Linked DNA regions of Rattus norvegicus: region 1 is linked to region 2. Evidence: chromatin contacts called from public Hi-C data. All regions are on one chromosome and are shown on one strand. The core of a region is the stretch at or near the end of the contact, and the rest is flanking DNA. Distances in the headings are between cores, read along the strand shown.

What was found. A called contact is a pair of places that touch in the nucleus more often than the background predicts.
Region 1: a contact with region 2 is called in a Hi-C map of liver, with 4 times the contacts expected there. The contact joins the enhancer-like site here to the promoter of Hgd in region 2.

Annotation. Positions count from the first base shown.
Region 1 is chr11:76,932,282-76,939,153 of GRCr8, forward strand. Stxbp5l (syntaxin binding protein 5L) reads left to right here. Exons shown (of 27, transcript NM_001271250.1): 5 at 6,424-6,558. Among named protein-coding and RNA genes, the nearest start is that of Stxbp5l, 96 kb to the left of the region's middle. Within about 2 kb of position 2,665, at least 1 of the 93 cell types and tissues checked has an H3K27ac peak or open chromatin away from gene starts, as enhancers often do. A contact at or near this core is called in liver, where this site is marked.
Region 2 is chr11:76,641,606-76,648,096 of GRCr8, forward strand. It overlaps Hgd (homogentisate 1, 2-dioxygenase), which reads right to left and starts at 2,162. Exons shown (of 14, transcript NM_001012145.1): 1 at 2,009-2,162. The coding sequence starts at 2,023.

The DNA.
Region 1 (6,872 bases), core at 1,415-3,914, 290 kb after region 2:
ATCAGTCTTAGTCATATGCTGGTAGAGCCTCTCAGAACAGTCATGCTAGCTTCCTGTCTGCAAGCACAAAATAGCATCAGTAATAGCGTCATGGTTTGGTGTCCACCCATGGTATGGATCCCAAGTTGAGCTGGTCACAGGATGGCCTTTCCTTCAGTCTCTGCTCCATTTCTGTTCCCGCATTTCCTTTAGACAAGAACAATTCTGGATCAAGAATTTTGAAGAAGGGTAGGTGGCCCCGTGTCTCTAATGGGGTCCAGGTCTATCTCCTGGAGGTGGTTTCTTCAGGCTCCATCTTTCCATCACTGGGCATTTTGACTAAGATCATCCCCACTGGCTCCTGGGAGCCTCTCATATCCCTGGTGTCCTGGCTGGTTTTGTGTGTCAACTTGACACAAGCTGGAGTTATCACAGAGAAAGGAGCCTCCCTTGAGGAAATGCCTCCATGAGACCCAGCTGTAAGGCATTTTCTCAATTAGTGATCAAGGCGGAAGGCCCAGCCCATTGTGGGTGGTGCCATCCCTAGGCTGCTGGTCCTGGGTTCTATAAGAGAGCAAGCTGAGCAAGCCAGGGGAAGCAAGCCAGTAAGTAATATCTCCCCACGGCCTCTGCATCAGCCCATTGTGGGTGGTGCCATCCCTAGGCTGCTGGTCCTGGGTTCTATAAGAGAGCAAGCTGAGCAAGCCAGGGGAAGCAAGCCAGTAAGTAATATCTCCCCACGGCCTCTGCATCAGCTCCTGCTTCCTGACCTGCTTGAGTTCCAGTCCTGACTTCCTTTGGTGATGAACAGCAGTGTGGAAGTGTAAGCTGAATAAACCCTTTTCTCCCCAACTTGCTTCTTGGTCAGGATGTTGTGTGCAGGAATAGAAACCCTGACTAAGATACCTGGTGTCTGGGACTTTCTAGAAGTTTCCCTTCCCCCTTCTAAGTGGTATTGAAGCATCCTCACTCGGACCTTGCTTCTTGTTAAACTTCTTACGGTTTATGAATATCCTGTATTTTTGGAGACTATCCATTTATCAGTGAGCACATACCATGCATGTCTGGGTTACCTCACTCAGGATATTATTTTCTAGTTCCAACCATTTGCCTGCAAAATTCATGATGTCCTCGTTTTAAATAGCTGAATAGTATTCCATTTTGTAAATGGACCACATTTTCTGTATCCATTCTTCAGTTGAAGGACATCCGGGTTGCTTCCAGTTTCTGCCTATTACAAATAAGGCTATTATGAGCATAGTGGAGCTCGTTTTCCTGTGGTATGGTGGAGCACCTTTTGGGTATGTGCCCAGGAGCACTACAGCTGGGTCTTTAGGCAGAACTATTTCCAATTTTCTGTGGAACTGCTAGATTGATTTCCAGAATGGTTGTAACAATTTGCAATCCCACAGCAACAGGAGTGTTCCCCTTTCTCCACATCCTCAGCAACATGTGCTGTAGATTGAGTTTTTGATCTTAGCCATTCTGATTGGTGTAGGTGGATTCTCAGGGCATTTTAATTTGCATTTCCCTGATTACTAAAGATGTTGAACAATTCTTCAATCACATCTCGGCCATTTGAGATATCTGTGTTGAGAATGCTTTGTTTAGCCCTATAACCCATTTTTTTCAGTGTATCTGGTTTTGTATTGAGGTTTTTGATCTACTTGGACTTGAACTTTATGTAAGATGATAAGTATGTATCAATTTGCATTCTTCTACATACAGGCTTCCAGTTAGACCAGCACCATTTGTTGAAGATGCTTTCTTTTTTCAACTATATGGTTTTGGCTTCTTTTGTCAAAGATCAAGTGTCCATATGTGTGTGGGTTTATTTCTGAGTCTTGCAGTTTTTATCATTATTGCTCTGTAGTACAGCTTGAGGTCAGGGATGGTCATCCCTGCAGAAGTTTTTATTGCTGAGAGTTTTGGGTATGTTGGAGTGGTATAGCTGTGTCTTCAGAAGAAGAAATTGTTGATTTCTTTCTTCAGGGACTTGAGGTTCTTTTCATATTGATCTTTCACTTGCTTTGCTAGAGTTACACTAATATTTTATAGTATTTGTGGCTATTGTTAAGGGTGTTGTTTTCCTAATTTCTTTCTTAGCCCATTTATAATTTGTATAAAGGAAGGCTACTGATCTATTTGAGTTAATTTTATATACAGACACTTTGCTGAAGTTATTTATCAACTGTAGGAGTTCTTTGAACTGCAGGAATTTGGGGGGTCGCTTATGTATATTATCATATCATCCACAAATAGTGATACCTTGACTTCTTCCTTTCTAATTTGTTTCCCCTTGACCTCCTTTTGTTTTCTAAATGTTCTAGCTAGAACTTCAATTACTGTATTGACTAGATATGGACAGAGTTGGCAGCCTATGGCAATGTTTCTTAAACAGAAGTCTGTAGGCAAGGTCTGGGGTTGTGATTTTTCTACAGTAGCTTTCTACAAAAGCATTTGGCTTGAAATGCTTTTGTTTTTATATTAAATTAATACTAACATTCTAAAGGATTTAGACAGATTGTTCTACCTAAAAATGCTGGCTATACAGGTTCAGTTCACAGAGTTGGACTTGTATTTTAGTTATGTTTATTTTGTTATAGATCAATAAAATACCAGAAGTGTACTATTTGTGCAATAGCCATTTTGTAACACACAATTACCTCAGGGAGCAAAGTAGTAAATATAGATTTGGGCTCATGGTTTCAGATGTTTCCTCCCAGGACCATCTGACTGTTTGCAATGAGGTGAGGCAGTACATTGTGGCACAACAATGTAGAAAGGCAAAATAATTCATCTTAGAAGCTGTGAAACAGAGAGTACATGCCTGAGAAAACAGACTTTTTCTTCTCCCCTTTTATTTTGTCCAGACCCCTCCATGTATAGGACAGCTTAACATTCAGGGCAGGTGCTTCATCTGTGGTTAATAACATCAGGGGCAGAGAACACAGCTCAGTAGTAGGGTACTTACTTAAAGTGTGTTCATTGCTCAGCACTATTAAAAAATCTAACAATCAGAAAAATCATAAAAGTTTCTATCATGCAAATAGTTGTAAAAATAAGACATGGTATACTATGAAGCAGAGTTTGAAGCAGTTAAGGGAGATAAAAGTGCTGAAAAATACAAAGAATAAATACACCAATCTTAAAAGGACATAGCATTAAAACCATATCCATATTGTCAATATCACATAAATTACGGAAATTCTACATTGAATCCTAAGGGAGGATCAGAAATGTACATTGTAATGTACATTGACAGTATGTACATTATTTAAATTTTAAAATTACTTCTTTACATATTGACCTTTAGTAGTCTTATTCAAATGGAACTTTCATTTCTTTAATTTTTATAAACATTTAACACAGCTTCATTTTAGTTTCCTTTCTTGTCAACTTGTTTATGTCTCTCGTCACATATGTATCAGATGATAAGGATGCTATGTGTGTTATAACACAAGATTTATAAAGACTCATTCAGTGAAGGTGTAATAGATGAGTGTATGGAAAGCTAGAGATGTCTTAAATGTTTTTGTGATATTCAAAATGAATAGGAAACCAACATCTAACACCTTAACATTACTTATGTATCAGATTGTGGTAGTCTTTCAAGTTGCAAATGAGGACTTAATGAAATAAAAATTAAGCTTTATGAAGTTACCAATTAATTATTATGATTATCAGGTACACAGAACAAGTATAATAATACCCTTGGCTCATGTCAGTAAGTCACACTGATCTATTCAGAGAAAGTTTGGGAATCTTAAATGGTTATTCTAGTCCTGTGGGACTCTCATTAGTTTCTCTTTACTAACCATCATTAAAGAGTTAGTTCACAAGCTAGTTCTGGTTCTGTTAGGTTTTTCTTCCTGTTTTCTTTCTGCTCTAAGGTTTGTTTACATTAGCATGCCATCTCCTGCCTCAGGTTTCATCACTAAACCTGGCAGTTCTCAGATTTTACTTATTAACTGAGGTTGAGATCACTACGTCATATTGAAGTTTCCTCATGTCCTGTTGGAAGCCCTTAGATTGTTTTCTCTGTCTCCCTGTGATTCAGGTATGGTGATTGTATACCTTCTCTAAAATGAGTTCCTATTTATATTGAAGATTAAATAGAAAATTGATTGTTCATTGCCTAGAAACATGACCATCAAGTTATTTCCTGTGTAATATTAGTAACTATTCCTTGGAGACAGCTATTCTAGACTTCAATTCTTAATTAAAGATTCCCAGTATCATGCAAGTTACTCATTAATTAGAAAAACCAATTTACTTTGCTGTTTCTTATGTCATAGCAAATTTATAGTGTTTTGAATGTGATATGCCTCATGCTTTCCACAGGGCAGATAACATTTGGTTCAGAGAGGTAGGATATTGAAACATTCAGTATGGCAGGCTGAGACTATGTACAGGAGCCCCTGGCTGTTCACTGTTGACTCTTATGCACCATCGTGCTTGTAAGCGTCACTCTTACGTGTGATATACGATGGAATTGTGTGAACTTACCATTCAGTTTTTTAAAAAGGGTATCTATTTGTCTGTCAAAATTTTGTTCAGCTTTTATGATAGTGTACTAGATAATCTTCCAAGGCAACTCTAGGAAATATTTGGTGCAGAACATGCAAGTGATTATCTATGAACTTATTGCCTTTTTAAGAGCATCTAGAAAGGGCTTCCGAGATGGTTCAGTAGTTAAGAGCACTGGCTGCTCTTCCAGAGGTCCAGAATTCAATTCCCAACAACCACGTGGTAGCTCCTGATTATCTAGAAAGGGATCTGATGCCCTCTTCTGGCCTGCAGATGTATATACAGACAGAGCATTCATACATTTTAAAAAAGTCTCAAGAGCACAATGAATTCAAATTAGAGAGACTAATGTTAATAGGTGAGCCGTTTAATTTCATATGTCATATATAGTAGTCCTGATGACTCTAGATATTGAACATGTCTCAGAGCTAGTCAGAAAGCTCATAATGAAGATGAGAATAGAACAGTGAAACTCAAGGAGGTCTTGATACCATGGCACATGTCTACATTGAGCACTCCTACATTAAGACGGGAAGTAGAGAAAAGGCAGAAGGATAGCTAGACTGAAGTATGCAGCACTATGGCAAGTAAGAGAAACTCTGCCTCACACAAGGTAGGAAGTGTAGACCAATACTTGATATTGTCCTCTGACCTCCACATTAAGAGAGAGAGAGAAAGAGAGAGAGAGAGAGAGAGAGAGAGAGAGAGAGAGAGAGAGAGAGAGAGAGAATAGAGCGATTCTCCGACCTTAGCAGTTTTCCCCCTAATACATAAATGCCAAGCATTTGAACAAAGTACAGATGACTACTATTTTTCCAATAACTTTGAAATTTATGAACATTATGTACCTAATTTATCCTTGAAATGACTTTTATTTAAATAACTAAGCAGAGGAGCTTGGATACTAAATTTTGTAACAGGAATGGATTGTACCACAATTTTCTTACGCTTTTTAGCTGTTGGGCTTTGGCAGTTATAGAGCAAACAGTTTAGTCTCATGTATGCATCAATAAAGATAAACATCTATAGAACAGAGGTTCGTAAGTTCTATTGTATATGCTATATAAAGCACTTAGAATCATCTCCACTGTGTTACACAGTTTTAAATCACCTTGTAGAATGGTTCTGTTTTCAAAGTAGATACCTAGTCACAGTTTTAGACATACTATCAAAACATTCCTTTGTCATTTTGAATACATGTGCCTATTGTGGTTTAATAATAAAAATACTGAAAACAAAGTTCAATTTCCTGCTACTGAAAAAAATCATCTTGGTTTCTCCTATGTAAAACAGAAATACATATTTGTTTTATCACTGTGTTCAGAATGACAGATAGTGTAGTTGATCTCTTAGAAATGATGGTTCAAATGGTGGTTACCAGAAACTAAGCCAAGGAAGAAGGGGTGGTGTGTGGAGAAGCTGGGGAAGGTGGATTAAAGTTACTATAATGTCAGATATGTAAAGTAAGCTCTGAAATGCTGTCACACAGTATAAACATAAGTGACAATAATGTGCCACCACTTACTGATGCTTGAAGGAAGATTTTATATGCCTTCTTGATTTGGAAATGATGAACTTGATTTAAATATTTTCAGTGTACATATGTCTTAAACATCATTGTTCTCATTATTATCTACAGCTCTTACATTTTTGTGTATTGGTCAAAAAATTAAAACTAAGCATGATGTACATCCATGTTCATAATAAACATGTATCTGATAATGACTGTCATTATTATTTTTAATGATATATTATCATTTTGTCCCATGTTCTATTAATAAGGAAATGCTACCTTGGAACATAGGTTTTCTATCATTTATGTAACTATAACTTTGTAAGTGTGAAATGTGTAAAGAAAATGTACTGATCAAATGTAAAATTCAGATATTTTAATTGCAATTTTCTTTCTTTCAGAATTACTTACTGTCATCTACCTTTCCAGAGTAAATGGCTCTATGTTGGAACAGAAAGAGGAAATACACATATTGTAAATATTGAATCTTTCATTCTTTCTGGATATGTCATCATGTGGAACAAGGCAATTGAGCTGTGAGTATGAACTTATCTGTCACTTTATCTAACAACACTAGTGCAAGGATTAATGTAACTTGTGGGATTATAATTAATAAATCCACTGCTGATGTTTAACTAAGTGAAATTGAACTAAAACCACAGATAATTTTAAAATAGATATAGTTGAGCTAATGTGTGTTATTTTATGTAAATTATCTTTTAATTACTCTCTACTTCTCAAGATATATTAGAATATGTTACTTCAGAATTTTGTCATAATTTCTGACAGTTATGTTTTGCTAGTGACATTTTCTGGGGTTTTGGAAATTAATGTTAGAGACAGAAAATAC
Region 2 (6,491 bases), core at 912-3,411:
TGGCTCTCTCTGTGTGTCTAGGTTTCTGACCTCTGAGATAACCTTTCCTTATGGAGATGAGACAGCAGGCCTGGCAAGCCTTTGAAACCAAGAACAAAGGCCATGGTGCCTTTTGCATGTGGCGGCGTTTGCATAATAAGTTGCTTAAAAATTGCGGCAGGAGAGGATTTAAGATATGATTTATTTATAAATGCTAAGGATGTCTCCTGCCTTTATGAACTTCCTCATAGGATTTCCGTCGAATTCTCCTTCCTCCACATCGTCAACCGGCATACTGGTCCCCATTAGCTATGCCCATTCCCGCCACCATTCTGATCTACCTATGGGTCCCCTCTTGGGCATCTGCATCCATGCGGCAGCTCCAATGCAGCTGAAATATTGTGTTCCTGGGACTCGAAAACCTTTCTGTGTATTTTGCATCTTTGCACAAGGTATTTCCTCTGGTGCAATCCTTTGTCACTTCACCAGGGACAGCTAGCTGTTTATGAAAAGTTTCTCCCTTCCCGGGCTGTGTTGACTGCTAACATGCTAACACTGAGTGAGAGCTAAGGCTAAATCTGGCGTGAAGACAAAGGAGAAAAACTCCTTACTACAGAGTTAAGCACCTTCAAGGTGTCTTAGTTAGGGACCTGCTGGGTTTACCATCCCAGCTTTAACTGAAAGGTTTCCTGTCAGTGGTCAGTCTCTACATTCCTGGAAGGGGTTTAGTGAGCAGTCCTACTCAGTCTGCCCCAATGTGCCAGGGAGCTCTAGTTCTGGTCTTAAGCATTGAGCTAAGTACTAGGCAGAGTTTTAGACACTGGGAACACACTTCTTTTCCCTGGCCCAAAAGGCCCAACCTAGTAGGTGCAACCGACCCTCTTTTGGGGGCCTGAAATTCAAACTCTTGACATCTGCTACAGTCTCCACCATTTACCAGCAGGGACCTTGGATGAGTCCCTTGTTCTCCATGAACCTTGCTTTTCTTATAGGTTTAAAATAGGAAAAAAGAAATGGCACCCACCCCCTAGGTTCAGAGTGCTAATGCACCGTTATAACACCTGACCTAGCACTTGTAGCACATGACCTACTAATTCTTCTCAATGGCACGCTAAATAAAGAGTACTGTCCAAAGCTGAGTCTGAACTACCTAACGGCTAAGTAGACGGAGCACAGTGAACTGGCTGGCACAGTGAACTGGCTGGCAGGAAGCAGTCCAGGAGGTGCAGCCACAAGGATGACGGAGAGCAGTGGGCTAGGAGACTGGGGAGAAATGCATGCATGCACTTAAAGGTGAGCTCTTGCTCACCTCAGATCCACACACCAGTGTTAGGAGTTAACAAAGGCAAGGGCGATAATGCTTCCTGTCACCTCAGTTTGTCAACTCAGCGCAATCACATCTACTAACAATGTGGTGGAGCATCTGAACATGTGTATGTGTGTCTGTCTGTATGGGTGAGGGTGTTTGAGCCTTTCAACTGTGTGTGTGTGTGTGTGTGTGTGTGTGTGTCTGTCTGTCTGTCTGTCTGGATGAATGGATGGGGTGTTTGAGCCTTTCAACTGTGTGTGTGTGTGTGTGTGTGTGTGTGTGTGTGTGTGTGTGTGTGTATGTATGGGGGTATCTGAGCCCTTCAAGTGTGTGTGTGTGTGTGTGTGTGTGTGTGTGTGTGTACACATGCATGTGAGCCAACAACAGAAGCCACAAGGCTAGAAGAGGGTGCCAGAGCCCCTGGAACTAGAGTGTGAACTACTGAATGGGTTCTGGGAACTGAACCCAGGTCCTCTGGAAGAGCAGAGAGTACTTTTAACTACTAAGCCATCTCTGTAGCCCCAACCCTTCAACTCTGACACCAGGAAACACCATGCATTCTTGCTGAAGAAGGCTAGTAAACCTGTTAGACATCTCCAGCCCTTCCGCCCGTTCTTACCTTCTCTCCATTCCTTTTCTGTTCTTTTTCTGGCTAAGTGACTCCACAACCCCAGGCATACTCTCCTATCTTAATCCAAATCCAGCCAGATGGTTTCTTACCTTTAACTCTGCCATTTCCCTTCTGCTGGAAGGAAACTCAGGCCAAGGAGCTGAGGTACGAATGTTCCTGTGTCTCTTTAAAACTACTCTCTGGATGTTGTTGATTTTTACCAGATCTCTCTTTCTTCTTGGTCAGCAGGTCACTCAGGGCAGAGTTGCTCAACTGACACACTAGTCAGAAAGTCCAACACGATTGCATCTAAAATTCTTGCACAACCTTTTTTTTTTTTTTAATTTTTAACCCCAGGTCATTTCTGAGAGCGTTTACAGAGAACCAGTCTCTCTCACCTGGCATAAATAAACAGTGACCAATTCTTTGTTCCATGTTAAGGAAGTCTTTTTTTTCCCCCAAAGGCAGAGATTGTAAAGCTATCTAAGAAAGGAACTATGGGAGTTACTTGGCACCTGCCAGATGTTACAGAGAATTCTCTTAGTCCTAACTCAGGCCAGGAAGATGCAAGGCCAGTCTCCAGAGCCCATGGGAAAAAACCAACTGCCATGTGCTTTGACCTGGTGCAAGAGCTATGGAAAGAAGGGGATAAGGACTGGATGCTCCCTTCCCTGCCACTGTCTCCTGTGGATGAACTCAGCTCCCAGATCATGCACTGCTGACAGCCTCGAGTTGCACTTGAAGTAAACTGGGATGTGATGTTTATTGTTATTTGTCTTGACTTCTTCTTTTTCTTTTTTTTATTTACAAAGTTTTATTTTTTAAAATTTTTTTCTCCATCTTTATTAACCTGGGTATTTCTTATTTACATTTCAATTGTTATTCCCTTTCCCGGTTTCCAGGTCAACATCCCCCTAACCCCTCCCCCTCCCCTTTTATATGGGTGTTTCCCCTCCCCATCCTCCCCCCATTACCTCCCTCCCCGCAACAATCCCCGTTCACTGGGGGTTCAGTCTTGGCAGGACCAAGGGCTTCCCCTTCCACTGGTGCTCTTACTAGGCTATTCATTGCTACCTATGAGGTCAGAGTCCAGGGTCAGTCCATGTATAGTCTTTGGGTAGTGGCTTAGTCCCTGGAACCTCTGGTTGGTTGGCATTGTTGTTCATATGGGGTCTCAAGCCCCTTCAGCTCTTTCAGTCCTTTCTCTGATTCCTTCAACGGGGGTCCCGTTCCCAGTTCAGTGGTTTGCTGCTGGCATTAGCTTATGTTTTTGCCATATTCTGACTGTGTCTCTCAGGAGAGATCTACATCCGGTTCCTGTCAGCCTGCACTTCTTTGCTTCATCCACCTTATCTAGTTTGGTGGCTGTATATGTAAAGGCCACATGTGGGGCAGGCTCTGAATGGGTGTTCCTTCAGTCTCTGTTCTAAACTTTGCCTCCCTATCCCCTCCCAAGGGTATTCTTGTTCCCCTTTTAAAGAAGGAGTAAAGCATCCACATTTTGGTCATGCTTCTTGAGTTACATGTGTTCTGTGCATTTAGGGTAATTTGAGCATTTGGGCTAATATCCACTTATCAATGAATGCATACCATGTGTGTTTTTCTGTGATTGGGTTACCTCACTCAGGATGATATTTTCCAGTTCCATCCATTTGCCTATGAATTTCATAAAGTCATTGTTTTTGATGCTGAGAAGTACTCCATTGTGTAGATGTACCACTTTTTTTGAATCCATTCCTCTGTTGAAGGGCATCTGGGTTCTTTCCAACTTCTGGCTATTATAAATAAGGCTGTTGTGAACATAGTGGAGCATGTGTCTTTGTTATATGTTGGAGCATCTTTTGGGTATATGCCCAAGAGTGGTATAGCTGGGTCCTCAGGTAGTGGAATGTCCAATTTTCTGAGGAACCTCTAGACTGATTTCCAGAATAGTTGTACCAGTCTGCAATCCCACCAACAATGGAAGAGTGTTCCTCTTTCTCCACATCCTCCCCAGCATCTGCTGTCACCTGAGTTTTTGATCTTAGCCATTCTGACTGGTGTGAGGTGAAATCTCAGGGTTGTTTTGATTTGCATTTCCCTTATGACTAAAGATGTTGAACATTTCTTTAGGTGCTTCTCAGTCATTCAGCATTCCTCAGCTGTGAATTCTTTGTTTAGCTCTGAACCCCGTTTTTTAATAGGGTTATTTGTCTCCCTGCAGTCTAACTTCATGAGTTCTTTGTATATTTTGGATATAAGCCTTCTATCAGTTGTAGGATTGGTAAAGATCTTTTCCCAATCTGTTGGTTGCCATTTTGTCCTTTGCCTTACAGAAACTTTGTAGTTTTATGAGATCCCATTTGTCGATTCTTGATCTTAAAGCATAAGTCATTGGTGTTTTGTTCAGGAAGTTTTCTCCAATGCCCATGTGTTCGAGATTCTTCCCCACTATTTCTTCTATTAGTTTGAGTGTATCTGGTTTGATTTGGAGGTCCTTGATCCACTTGGACTTAAGCTTTGTACAGGGTGATAAGAATGGATCGATCTGCATTCAGTATGCTTAAAATTCTTCAGCCTTTTGTTTGCTAATGCCTTTACTCCTCTGAAAGCAGACTGCTTTCCAGCTGCCTTCTGTACTCCCTTGCCCCTCATCTTAGCCATTCATTGCAATCGCTGTAAGGTAACGACTTTGTGATTGGTGGTGTTCAGGAAGGAAACATACAGAGACTCGGCTTTTGCCAGATCTTTCCCACAGACATTACCTCATTTAGTTACACAAAAACAATTTTGCAAAGTAGGTTTTATTATTCCAAACTCAGATGCAACAACGCAGGAAGGAAATTCAGCTGAGTCGATCAATGTAGCTGATTTTCCAGAAGCTAAATCCTAATTTGTAAACGAATTGGTGAAAAGAAGAGAATGATAAATCAGATTTTGCAATTAGAGGGTTCTGACAGTAAAGGGTTTATTGATCTGTGAGAGGTAAAGGGCCCATCTTAGAACAGTACCCAATACACGAATTACACTAGAGATCAGCTAGAACATGTCCCTGCTTTACAATAAAATTTTGGGGAAAAGAAGTATGAAGCATTTACACTGAACCTATATTGGCTATAGATAAGGAGGGCAGAACACACAAGGCCGCAGAGGCTACCAATTGGTTGGTTCATAGCTCCAAGATCAGATGCAGAGTGTCATTGAGGGCTGATCTTCAGCATACAAAAAGGGAGTATGAAAATGTTTTTCTTGGCTGGTTAACCTTGAAATTTGAGTTTAAATGGCCTTCTCTTACCTCTTTACTCCTCTGTTCTCTGGCATGTATTTTCTTAATGTAGGACATCTCAGGATAGAGGGAAGGAAGGAAGGGAGAGGGAAGGAGAGAAGGAGGGGGAGGGAAGGAGGGAGGAAGGGAGAGAAGGAAAGAAGGGGAAAGGAGGGATGGAGGGAGGAGGGATGGAAGAAAAGAGTAAAAGGGGGGGGGGCAAGAAACCATCATAGTAACTGTAAATATTGCCTAGATTCTCCCTCATGTGCCCCTTGACTTTACTGTTACCTCTGTCAATAGCATCTTTAGCTGGGCACAGTGGCATACACCTGCCACTCCAGCACTTGAGAGGCTGAAGCAAGAAGATTTTGAGTTCAAGGCCAGCCTGAACAGCACAGTGAGACTCTAAAAAACAAGTCAAAAGATGGAGCCTTTTCTTCTCTGGGTCTTGGTAAACATGACATTAGAAAACAACACAGTGGCTTGAAACATTGCTCACAGATATGTGTGTATTTCCTACTGTCTCAGACTAATATGTAGAGGTAGAACTAGCTTTCAGGGGTCAGGCAGCAGCTCCCCAGCCCAGTCACATGTGGGGATGAGGCAATCCAGGTACCAGATGGCTGCAGACATGTAAGTGATCCCTGGTGAGACCAAAAGAACCATGCGCTAAACCCAGCCCAGCTCATTGGCTGAAAGACTTGGGAGGAAACAGAACAGCATACCTTACACTAACAAGTTTGGGAGTGGTTGGTTAACAGTAGAGATAGATAATTTAGCCGTACAGCTAAAACTCTTATGTTCAGGTCTAAAGTGGATTCAGGCAGCCATCAGCACTCAGGACTGTGGCATACTGTAGTTGCAGTGCAACTGCTTGCTTGTGTATGAGGTATTCCACATGGAGGGCCAGCCCTGTGGGCCATGTTCATAGAAGTAAGGGTTGTAGGTACAAACACATGGGCCAATTTCTGGCAGGCAGCTTACAGGGAGTCACAGTATGGACATATGACATTACACAGCATTCAAACTCTAGATTTTATACACAAACTTAGAAGTGGATGGAGACCCTGTATCATTGAGGCTAGTCGTACAGTATGTAGACTTGAAACAGAGTAAATTCAAGGAAAGGAACCCTCGCATGTCTTGAGTTTATGAGAACCGTGGAGCTTCATCACCTACAGCTAACTTGCTTTGCCAATTAAAAATACAACACACAGGAGCCAGGAAGAGACAAGGGAACAGCTTCAGGGCTGTGCTTTTCTATGGAGCCATTTTGGAAGGCAGGTTTATGTGTTTCACAGCCAACTGTGGTGGTGCACACCTTTTAATCCCAACACTTGGGAGGC